3 separate regions of the Sus scrofa genome follow, and all the other regions are linked to region 3. Evidence: chromatin contacts called from public Hi-C and HiChIP or PLAC-seq data. All regions are on one chromosome and are shown on one strand. The core of a region is the stretch at or near the end of the contact, and the rest is flanking DNA. Distances in the headings are between cores, read along the strand shown.

The links. A called contact is a pair of places that touch in the nucleus more often than the background predicts. HiChIP or PLAC-seq counts read pairs in DNA pulled down with a chosen protein or histone mark.
Region 1: a contact with region 3 is called in a Hi-C map of liver, with 2.9 times the contacts expected there. The contact joins the enhancer-like site here to the promoter of CEBPG in region 3. A contact is called at or near these places in 1 of 5 promoter capture datasets (liver), 4 of 47 Hi-C or Micro-C datasets (embryonic fibroblasts and liver) and 2 of 2 datasets of contacts at active chromatin or transcription factors (alveolar macrophages and skeletal muscle).
Region 2: an H3K27ac HiChIP or PLAC-seq map of alveolar macrophages shows a contact between it and region 3. The contact joins the promoter of CEBPA here to the promoter of CEBPG in region 3. A contact is called at or near these places in 1 of 5 promoter capture datasets (fetal liver), 11 of 47 Hi-C or Micro-C datasets (alveolar macrophages, blood, fetal liver and 6 more) and 2 of 2 datasets of contacts at active chromatin or transcription factors (alveolar macrophages and skeletal muscle).

Annotation. Positions count from the first base shown.
Region 1 is chr6:43,037,525-43,040,456 of Sscrofa11.1, forward strand. No RefSeq gene overlaps it. Among named protein-coding and RNA genes, the nearest start is that of SLC7A10, 21 kb to the left of the region's middle. Within about 2 kb of position 1,472, at least 6 of the 83 cell types and tissues checked have an H3K27ac peak or open chromatin away from gene starts, as enhancers often do. A contact at or near this core is called in liver, where this site is marked.
Region 2 is chr6:43,084,493-43,087,402 of Sscrofa11.1, forward strand. It overlaps CEBPA (CCAAT/enhancer-binding protein alpha), which reads right to left and starts at 1,392. Exons shown (of 1, transcript XM_003127015.4): 1 at 1-1,392. The coding sequence starts at 1,218. The coding sequence ends at 154. It overlaps LOC102160718 (a long non-coding RNA gene), which reads left to right and starts at 1,626. Exons shown (of 2, transcript XR_002344625.1): 1 at 1,626-1,906; 2 at 2,377-2,910.
Region 3 is chr6:43,163,407-43,166,200 of Sscrofa11.1, forward strand. CEBPG (CCAAT/enhancer-binding protein gamma) reads left to right here and starts at 1,496. Exons shown (of 4, transcript XR_002344626.1): 1 at 1,496-1,713.

The sequences.
Region 1 (2,932 bases), core at 222-2,721, 130 kb before region 3:
GGGGCCCTTTTCTCTGACAATAGCATGTAGAGCCAGTCTGTAGTACCTGATGTCCCCAGTAGGGGTCGCTGTTAGGAAGGGCCCCCCCCAGGCCCTGGTGGCTTCAAGGACAGCTCCAGACCCCAGTGGGCCACGTGCCTCTGCTTCCATGCCAGTGACCTCGAACCTAGGTATGCTCTGAGCCAGGGGCCACCACATGCCTTCCCAGTGGACAGAGTTGCCCTCTGGCCATGCCGCCAGCTTGGCCAGGGCTGATCAGAAGCCCTCAGTTCCAGGACCACTGCCAGGGCCAGGGCCACAGGGACTGGTAAGGGTTTTTGGCTAAGCTCGAATCATGCCATTCCAAGGCACAGCTGGAGTGTCTCTCTAGTCAGCGCCTGGAAGGGGGCCAGCTCAGCCTCAAGCTCGAGCCAAACACACACACAAACATGCAAACACACACACACACACGTGCCCACATGCACATAATCACACAGTTCACGCATGCACATAGTTACATGTTCACACATGTACCCAGTGCACATAAACACACACAAATAACATGGACACACATACCAACAAGCACATGGATGTGCACACGTGCAAATAAATACACATGCACACACACACCTTCCCTCTCCCCAGGAAGTGTGGAGGATGGATGGAGAAGCACCTTTGGGATCTGTCTGTTTGGGGGCAGTCCAGTTAGGGGAGGTGCCCCCTTATCCTCTGGGTCATGGTGGCTGCTCCCCTCAGGGCAGTCTTGTCCCAGCCTGACCTGGGGGAAGTGTACATGTTCGGGGGTTGGAGGGGAAGGGGTGGCTGGAGTGTCTGGCCACTTCTGATAGGGCTCTGGGCAAAGACTGGGGATGGGAGTGGGGCGGGAGGGAGCTGGAATCGTGCCTGCGTCCCGTAGAAGCCGGTTGGGCATAGGACCTGAGCTGGGGGGTCCTCCTGACTCTGGGGTGAGCAGGTGAGACTGGGGCAGACCTTTGAGGGTCACTGCAGCTGTGCACCCCTTCCCCAGGAAGCCAGCCCAGCCCTCAGCTGCTCTCTTGACTCCTCTGTTCCCAGCTTCCCCAAGCCTGTAGCCTCAGATGTGTGCGGGCTTCTGAGACTGGAGCACGCAGCCACCAGGTCCCTGTTGTCCCCCTGGCCACACAGGCCCAGGCATGCTGGACCATCAGCCCAAGGATGATAAACTAAAATCACTTGTGGTATGACAATTGGTCCCGGCCTCTTGCAGGACCTGGCGCCGTGAGAGGCGCTCCATAGCTTCCAGCCCCTCATCCCAAGGAGCCTGCTCGGGGGTGGGCTCCGCCCAGCCCATGCCCACAGCCCTTGGCAGGGGACAGAGTTCTGTCACCTCCCCCACCAGATCGATACCTCCAAGGCTGCTGTCAGCAAATCTCTGACCTCCGACCCAGCCATGCACTGTGACCCCTGAACCTGTCAGCCTCCACCAATCCTTGCCCTGGTCTCTGGGGTGGATGAGGGGTGACCCCTGGCTCCAGCCAGGCTGTGAGGGGAGGGAGGATGAGGCCATCCGTCTCCACAGCCCAGCCTCTTCCCTTCACTCCACACTCAGGGCTGCGGTCAGCGGCTGGCCTGTGGCGGGCGGGCGGCTGGCTGAGCATGGGGGCCCCGCCGGGTAGGGGGAGAGGCTGGGCCCTGGAGCTGAACACGCCAAGCAGCCAAGGGCTGGGAATGAGGGATTCGGAAGGAAGCTCCTTTCTGGGGCCCGGGGGACCTTGGCAGTCCAGCCATCAGAGAAGGGACTCTAGGCTTCTCATCTCCTGCTTGAGGCCCTGCAAAGGTGCCACCTGTCCCTCCACTCCCAGGCCCCTGAGAATTGCTGTGTACTGGGGCGGTGGGCGGGGGGAGAGATGGACCTGTGACTCAAGATACCGCCCCCCCCCAGCATGGTCCTGGCTGAGAAGGGATCTGGGAGAGAAAGGAGTGCTGCTTGGGGTGGCGTGCAGCCCACAGTGGCCCCACGGCCAGGGCACCTGCCTACAAACCTCTTGGGGCTGGCGGGACCCTGGCTTCCCCATCCAAAAGGTCCCCTGACCAATCTGTGTCCCAGATCTGCGTTTTAGCGCTGGGCGCAGAATGAGGAAGAGGCTGCTCACAGGCCCCTCCCTTGCTACCTGGGCCCGGTCCCCTTCGGCTCACCTGAGTGTCACTGCTCTGGCCACCCTGTCCTACCCGTCCAGCCTGCTCTAGCCTGGGGAGGGGGCATTTACACCATTGTCCTCTTGAAATGTCCTGTGACCCTGAGAGCCCTATCTTCTGAACCACCGTGGGCTGCAGTCTGGGGGTCCTGGGCTCCTGGGCCAACACCGCTGTCCCAAGACTGTGTCCCCAGAGGGTCTGCCCCGGACAACAGAACCTGCTGGTCACTCACCATATGACCCTTACCAGCTGCCTTTCTTTGCACCCGGAGGGTCTCCACAGGGGCTTCTGCTTCTGAGAGGGGACCCCTCTTCCCCACAGGGGGCTTCTGTCCCGGGGCCGCCGGGGCTTCAGTAGTGGGAGGGCCGATGGCCCCGGGAACTCCAGCAATGAGAGTCCCCCCAGGAGAGGAAGAAGAGAAGGGGAGGGTGAGGAGGCACGAGAGAGGGGAGAGGGGCAGAGACGGAGGGTGACTGAGAGCCGCCTGCCCGCTGAGATGGGGGAGGCAGGCGAGGAGCGCGTGGAGGTGGGAGGGACACACTGCAGATGGGGAAACGGAGGCCAGGAGCGGCGGGTGGGAGCAGCAGCCGGCAGGGGCGCTCAGGTGAGCCTGACTCCAGGGTGGCCCCCCTGGGGTGTTCTCAGGGGCCAGGAGGGCCGGGCCAGGCCTGGGATGGGCGCCTGTGTGTGCTGGCACTGGCTGGGGGGGGGGGTATGTGGGCGGTGAGCCCTGGGGTAAGTGGCAGGGGGGCAGGGGGCAGCTCTCCATGAGGCCCCG
Region 2 (2,910 bases), core at 142-2,641, 79 kb before region 3:
AGGGGCACACGCGGCAGGCCAGGCTCTCAGGCGGCACCCGAATCTCCTAGCCCTGGCTTGCGCGGCTCCGGCAGTCTTGAGATCTGGAGACCCGAAACCACTCCCTGGGTCCCAGGCAGCGGCCGGCCCAGGGCGGTCCCGCCGCCGCGCGCCTCAAGCGCAGTTGCCCATGGCCTTGACCAGGGAGCTCTCGGGCAGCTGGCGGAAGATGCCCCGCAGCGTGTCCAGTTCGCGGCTCAGTTGTTCCACCCGCTTGCGCAGGCGGTCATTGTCACTGGTCAGCTCCAGCACCTTCTGTTGAGTCTCCACGTTGCGCTGCTTGGCCTTGTCCCGGCTCTTGCGCACCGCGATGTTGTTGCGCTCACGCCGCACCCGGTACTCGTTGCTGTTCTTGTCTACCGACTTCTTGGCTTTGCCTGCGCCGCCGCCGCCGCCCGCGCGCAGGTCGGGGTGCGCTGGGGCCAGCCCCTTGAGAGCGCCGCCGGGGCCTGGCAGGCCAGCGGCGCCAAGCGCGGGCGCTGGGTGCGGGCTGGGCACGGGCGTGGGCGGCGGCGTGGGGTGGCCGGGCTGCAGGTGCATGGTGGTCTGGCCGCAGTGCGCGATCTGGAACTGCAAGTGCGGGGCGGCCAGGTGTGCGGGCGGAGGGTGTGAATGCGGTGGTGGCGGTGGCGGCGGTGGCTGGTAGGGAAAGAGGCCGGCCAGCGCCAGCTGCTTCGACTCGTCCTCCTCGCGCGGCTCCTGCTTGATCACTAGCGGCCGCAGCGCCGGCGCCCCGACGCGCTCGTACAGGGGCTCCAGCCTGCCGTCCAGGTAGCCGGCCGCCGCGCAGCCGTAGCTGGGAGGGGGGCCGTGAGCCCCCCCGGGCATGACGGCGCCGCCGGGGCCCACGGGGGCGCCCGGGTAGTCAAAGTCGCCGCCGCCTCCCGCGGGGGCCGCGGCCGCCTTGGCCTTCTCTTGCTGCCGGCTGTGCTGAAACAGGTCGGCCAGGAACTCGTCGTTGAAGGCGGCCGGGTCGATGTAGGCGCTGATGTCGATGGACGTCTCGTGTTCGCAGATGCCGCCCAGCGGCTCCGGGGCGGCAGGTGGGGCTGGGGGCTGCGCGGGGCCCGCGCCCCGGGGAAAGCCGAAGGCGGCGCTGCTGGGCGCGTGCGGGGGGCTCTGGAGGTGGCTGCTCATCGGGGGCCGCGGCTCCGCCTCGTAGAAGTCGGCCGACTCCATGGGGGAGCTAGAGTCCTCCCGGCATGGCGAGCCTCGGCGGCCTCCAGCCCGCGCGGGGCGCCGCTGCTGCCGCTGCCCACCCGGAGACCCTACTCACTCGCGCCCGCGCAGCTCCCGGTCGCGAATGGCCAGGCCTGCGCGGGCCCGGTATTTATACCGCGGCGGCCATCGCCCTCTAGTGTCCAAACCGGTCTCGGACCTTCGGCGACGGTGGAGCGGCGCCTCCTGGGTCTTAGCGCCTGCGATCGTTAGAGGGCGGTGAGTGGGGCAGGAGCGCAGCACTGACTGGGAGGGGCGGCGGCGCAACGCCCACTACCCCCTGCGCAGCAAGCTGAAGGGTGACCTGCGAGTGGTGCCCCACCCTCCGAGGAGTGGTTGCCCCGGCGCACACGTGGTCCCTGGTGAGGCCCTCTCCTCTGGCTTCCCCAGGGCACCCACCGTCTGCCAACGGCAGGGGAGCCCGGGAGCACCCAGACGCCGCTCAGAGAGCTGTTGGTGGTGGAGGGCAAGTCTTGGTCTCTGAGTTTCTGTGGCGCGAACTCGCTTTAAAAACTAGAACCAGTTTTGTCCGGGTCCAGGCTCTCTGGAAAGCGGCGGCGTAGAGAAAGCACCGGGGGTTCGGGGGCAGGGAACAGTTTTGGACCTGCGGCCCAGCGTACACTGCCCGGTGGAGAGGCCGAGGAGAGAGGTCCGGAGCGCGGGGATCTTGCGTCTTTTTGATCTCCAGGCGTCCCCACGGATTTCGCGCAGAAGTACCTCTCCCCAGCCCCACCTCTTGCCGTACTCCAAGGTTCCGCGGCTTCGCACCGACCGGCGCTAGGACCCGGCGGAGAGTGGAGGGAGGGGGAGGCGGACGAGTCCAGGGAGTTTGGAGGACCCGGTCGGTCCATCCGCCTGGGCTGGAAAACTTTTTAATTACTTCTCCTAACCGGAGTTCTAGGTGTTGCTAGGCGCGCAGAGTTGGCGCTGCTACCTGGCGCGGGGCCGCCAACTTTTTCCTGTGGGACTGGCCGAGCTGGATTCCGGGGCTGGGGGACGGGGCGAGGGGGGACGCACCAGAGGGAGTAGGCGAATTTGACCCAGGGGCGCGGATCGCGAAGCGGGGTTGGCGGTCAGCGGGGTTGGAACCCACAGCCTTTTCCTCTCCTCCCCATTCAGGTGGGCTCCAGTACCGGAGCGAGAATATCGAGGGAGCCGAGGCCTCGGAGTCTCGGTGGCCTAGAGTCCGAACACCGACTGGGAGAACCCTGCAGAGTGGTTTGCAGGGCGCTGAGTCCCCAGAATCCTGGAGAACAAAGCGGCCCGGCCCGGGTGACCCCTGAGCGCCGCCTTCCCCCCCCACCCCGACACACACACAGCTGAGGGGGAAGGGGTTTATGGCAGCGCCTTTCCCCAGCCACGTGGCGCCTCGCGCGTTCTTCTTTGGGATCGCGGGGACAGCCGGCTCCCTTGAGGCGTCGTGGGCCAGCAAGTCTCCCCGCCTCGACCTCCCCCGCCCTCATCGCCCCTTAGATTAAGTGCGCTGAGGCCCATCGCCGCCATGGGTGCTGTTTTGGAAGTATGCCTGTTTGAAAATCGCCAGGCTGTGCGGGTCAGGACCCTCTCCCGGACAGTGGCCTTCCAAAGGCTGGCAAGTTGCCACAGCCCGCCCAGGAGCCCTCAAGGAGGCGCAGCGCGAAAGCAAGGCCTGGG
Region 3 (2,794 bases), core at 246-2,745:
AGCGATGGAAATCGTAATTAGAAAATTGTATGATTATTGAATTCTGCCTCCCTTGCTGGAAGCATAAGCTCCATGTGGGCAGGGACTGTTGCTGAATCCCCACAGCTTAGCACATAGTTGGCACTAAATATTTGTAAACTGAGTAGAAGAATTACCAGCCACCAGCTGAAGAGGAAATAAATACTCTAGTCTCCCTGGCGTTGAGGAGACCTGCTGAGTGTGGAAGAAGACCTGCCCAGACAGACTCAGAGAACATTGGAGCAGCTTGGCAGCAAGTTTAGCAAACCGGGGGATAAGGAACACATCTATACAGGTTTTTTTCCTTTTTTTTTTTTTAATTGATTAGGAAATGGTGAGGATGAAATTATGATTCTGTGAGTAACAAAATCGAATCCAGTTTTAATATTGCTAAAATCGCGATCAAAGAAATTTTAACTCCAACCACTGCCCACCAAAGTGAAAAGTACTGGTTTTGGTGATATTGTGTCATTCTACCAAGTGTGCTTCTACAGTCATCAGCGTTCACTTTTGGCTGCAGCCCTTCTTATTATCTTTTTTTTTTTTGGTTTGTGTGTGCAAATGTTTTATCATCTCTTCATTGATTCCTCGAAACAGTCCCTTGCAGAAAGCTGGTACCATTGCCTGGCGAGGAAGAAACGTTTCCTCTTTCAAAGACTCCAGTTTTTGGACGATAAGAATTGCTAAAGAGGAAGCAATCAAATCTATCTGCCTCCACCCAGCTCGCTGCTTCCTGGTTGTAATACGCTTTCAGATTCTCCTGTGAATTGTCTTTGACAAATAAAGCTGGATTGCCATTCATTTTTTGAGATCAAGTCTCTCAGTCTGTTCACCTGGAAGACAGCACATGGCAGTCAGGTAAACTCAATTATTTCCTCCGTAACCACAGTCTGTACCGAAGTGACATCAATACTAATCCCACATTGGGAAAATTTTCCTTCCTTCGTTTTTCACCAAGTTTGCAGCTGCCTTCACTGCCGTGAGGTCCGGGGCTTCTCTCCAGACTCCATCCGGAGGGCGCGAGTCGCGGTGAGGCGACCGTCGGCCTCCCAGCCTACGAAGAGGCGAGCCCGGTGGGCCGTTCCGGGAAACTGTCCCTGGAAGCGACTCCGAGGCGGGGCTCCCTGAGAACGTGGTGAAACCAAAACAGAAATTGGTGATTCAAAAAAAAAAAAAAAAAAATCATCTCAGAAAATTGCGCTTTCCAAAGACAGGTGTTGCCTTCACAAGGCTACAGTTCTCCAATGCCTCCAACTTTGACAGAACCTTTTGAGCGGCGGGTCGCCCACGTCTTAGGATGTCTCCCCACGCGTTCAGTCCTGGAAACTAAGGCCGCTGCCGCCACCACCCCTGCCCATCCTAAAGCGCCGTGGGCTACGCCTCCGCCACGTGCCCGCCTCCCGCAGTCAGGCCGCTCTCGATTGGCTAGCGGCGCTGCCAATCCCAGGGGGGGCGGGAGCAACCCGTAGGCCGGCGCTCCCATTGGTCGTGGAGGCGGCGGCGGCCGCGCGCGCGGCCTGAGCGAGGAGGGGAAGCCGGTGGCTGCGGCGGCGGAACGGGCGGAGGCTCCCGGTTTCGTAACCGTCGCTCCACCTCGCTGACTCGCGGGCTGCTAGGCCTGGGTCGGGTCCGGCCGTACCGCACGGGGCCGCTTAGAGTGGAGGCCGCCTGGGGGCAGGCGGGCTAGTGGCGCAGGTAAGGAGGCCGCGAGCGGGCTGAGAGAGTTGGGAGGCCGCGGTGCTGCCAGCTGCTCGCGTGGGCGCGGCCCCAGCGAGAGGAGCCCCGGCCCGGCCCGGCCCGAGGCGGCCGGCTTGCTGGGAAGGCCCCGCGCGGCCCGCGGCGCGGGCGGCGGCCCCGCGCGGCGTCTGATGCAACCTGCCGGCAACACCCGGCGAGGCCTCTGAGCTCATCCCTGGCCCCGGCCCAGCGCCGCGGCGCCACCCGCCGACCCCCGGGCTCCCCCGGCGCCCCTGCTGCCGGCCCGGGACGGGATGCGAGCCACGCCGTGCCCCCTCCACAACCCGGCCCTCTGTGTGTGCAGTGTGACAAGCCAGGCTCGTATTGGCCCTTGGGGATAAAGGGTGTTCCCAGAATAGCCGAAGGTAGACCTTATCTTAGTGGAGTGCCACCTAGGTTGTTTCCTGCCCCTCCAGAACTACGCGGGGTCGGGTAGCCGAGAATCGGATTCAGAAGTTATTAGAGTAGTCAGGGAAGGCAGTTGATTTTTTAAATACGTGATTTTACGGAAATAGTATGGTTCCTTATGGAGCTGTACTTTTGAATACCCTTCGTTTGACTGTCGAACACCGGTTGGGTGAACGTGCAGCAACCACGAGTTGAATGGAGCAGGGGAGGGCAAGAAATGAAGCGCTTCGTTAGCATGCTCCGAGGGAACATGCTGAAGCTAATTGCCAGCAGAGGTGTCTGGGTAGAGAGGATGGAAGTGTTAAAGGGAAGGCTACTCTGTTCTTTCAAGTAAGTTTGTGTGTTTTTATGCTTCAGGAGGTTTACTTGTCTGGCTTTTCTGTTATCTGAGGTTTATTTTGTCATCTGGTTTCTTAAAATGTGCTTTTAACTTTGGTGGGTTACGCAAAAATTGGTAGTTCTGTCTCCCAGCCTACACTCAATTGAATCCGTACTTGAAGAGATTATCCTTTGGACAGATAGGTTATGGGACGCTCAAAGAAATTTTTGAGATAAAATACTGATATTTCTGCATCTAAAAGTTCTTGGTATTTAAAAGTTAAAACCTGGTCAGCTGTCACTACTTGAGTAG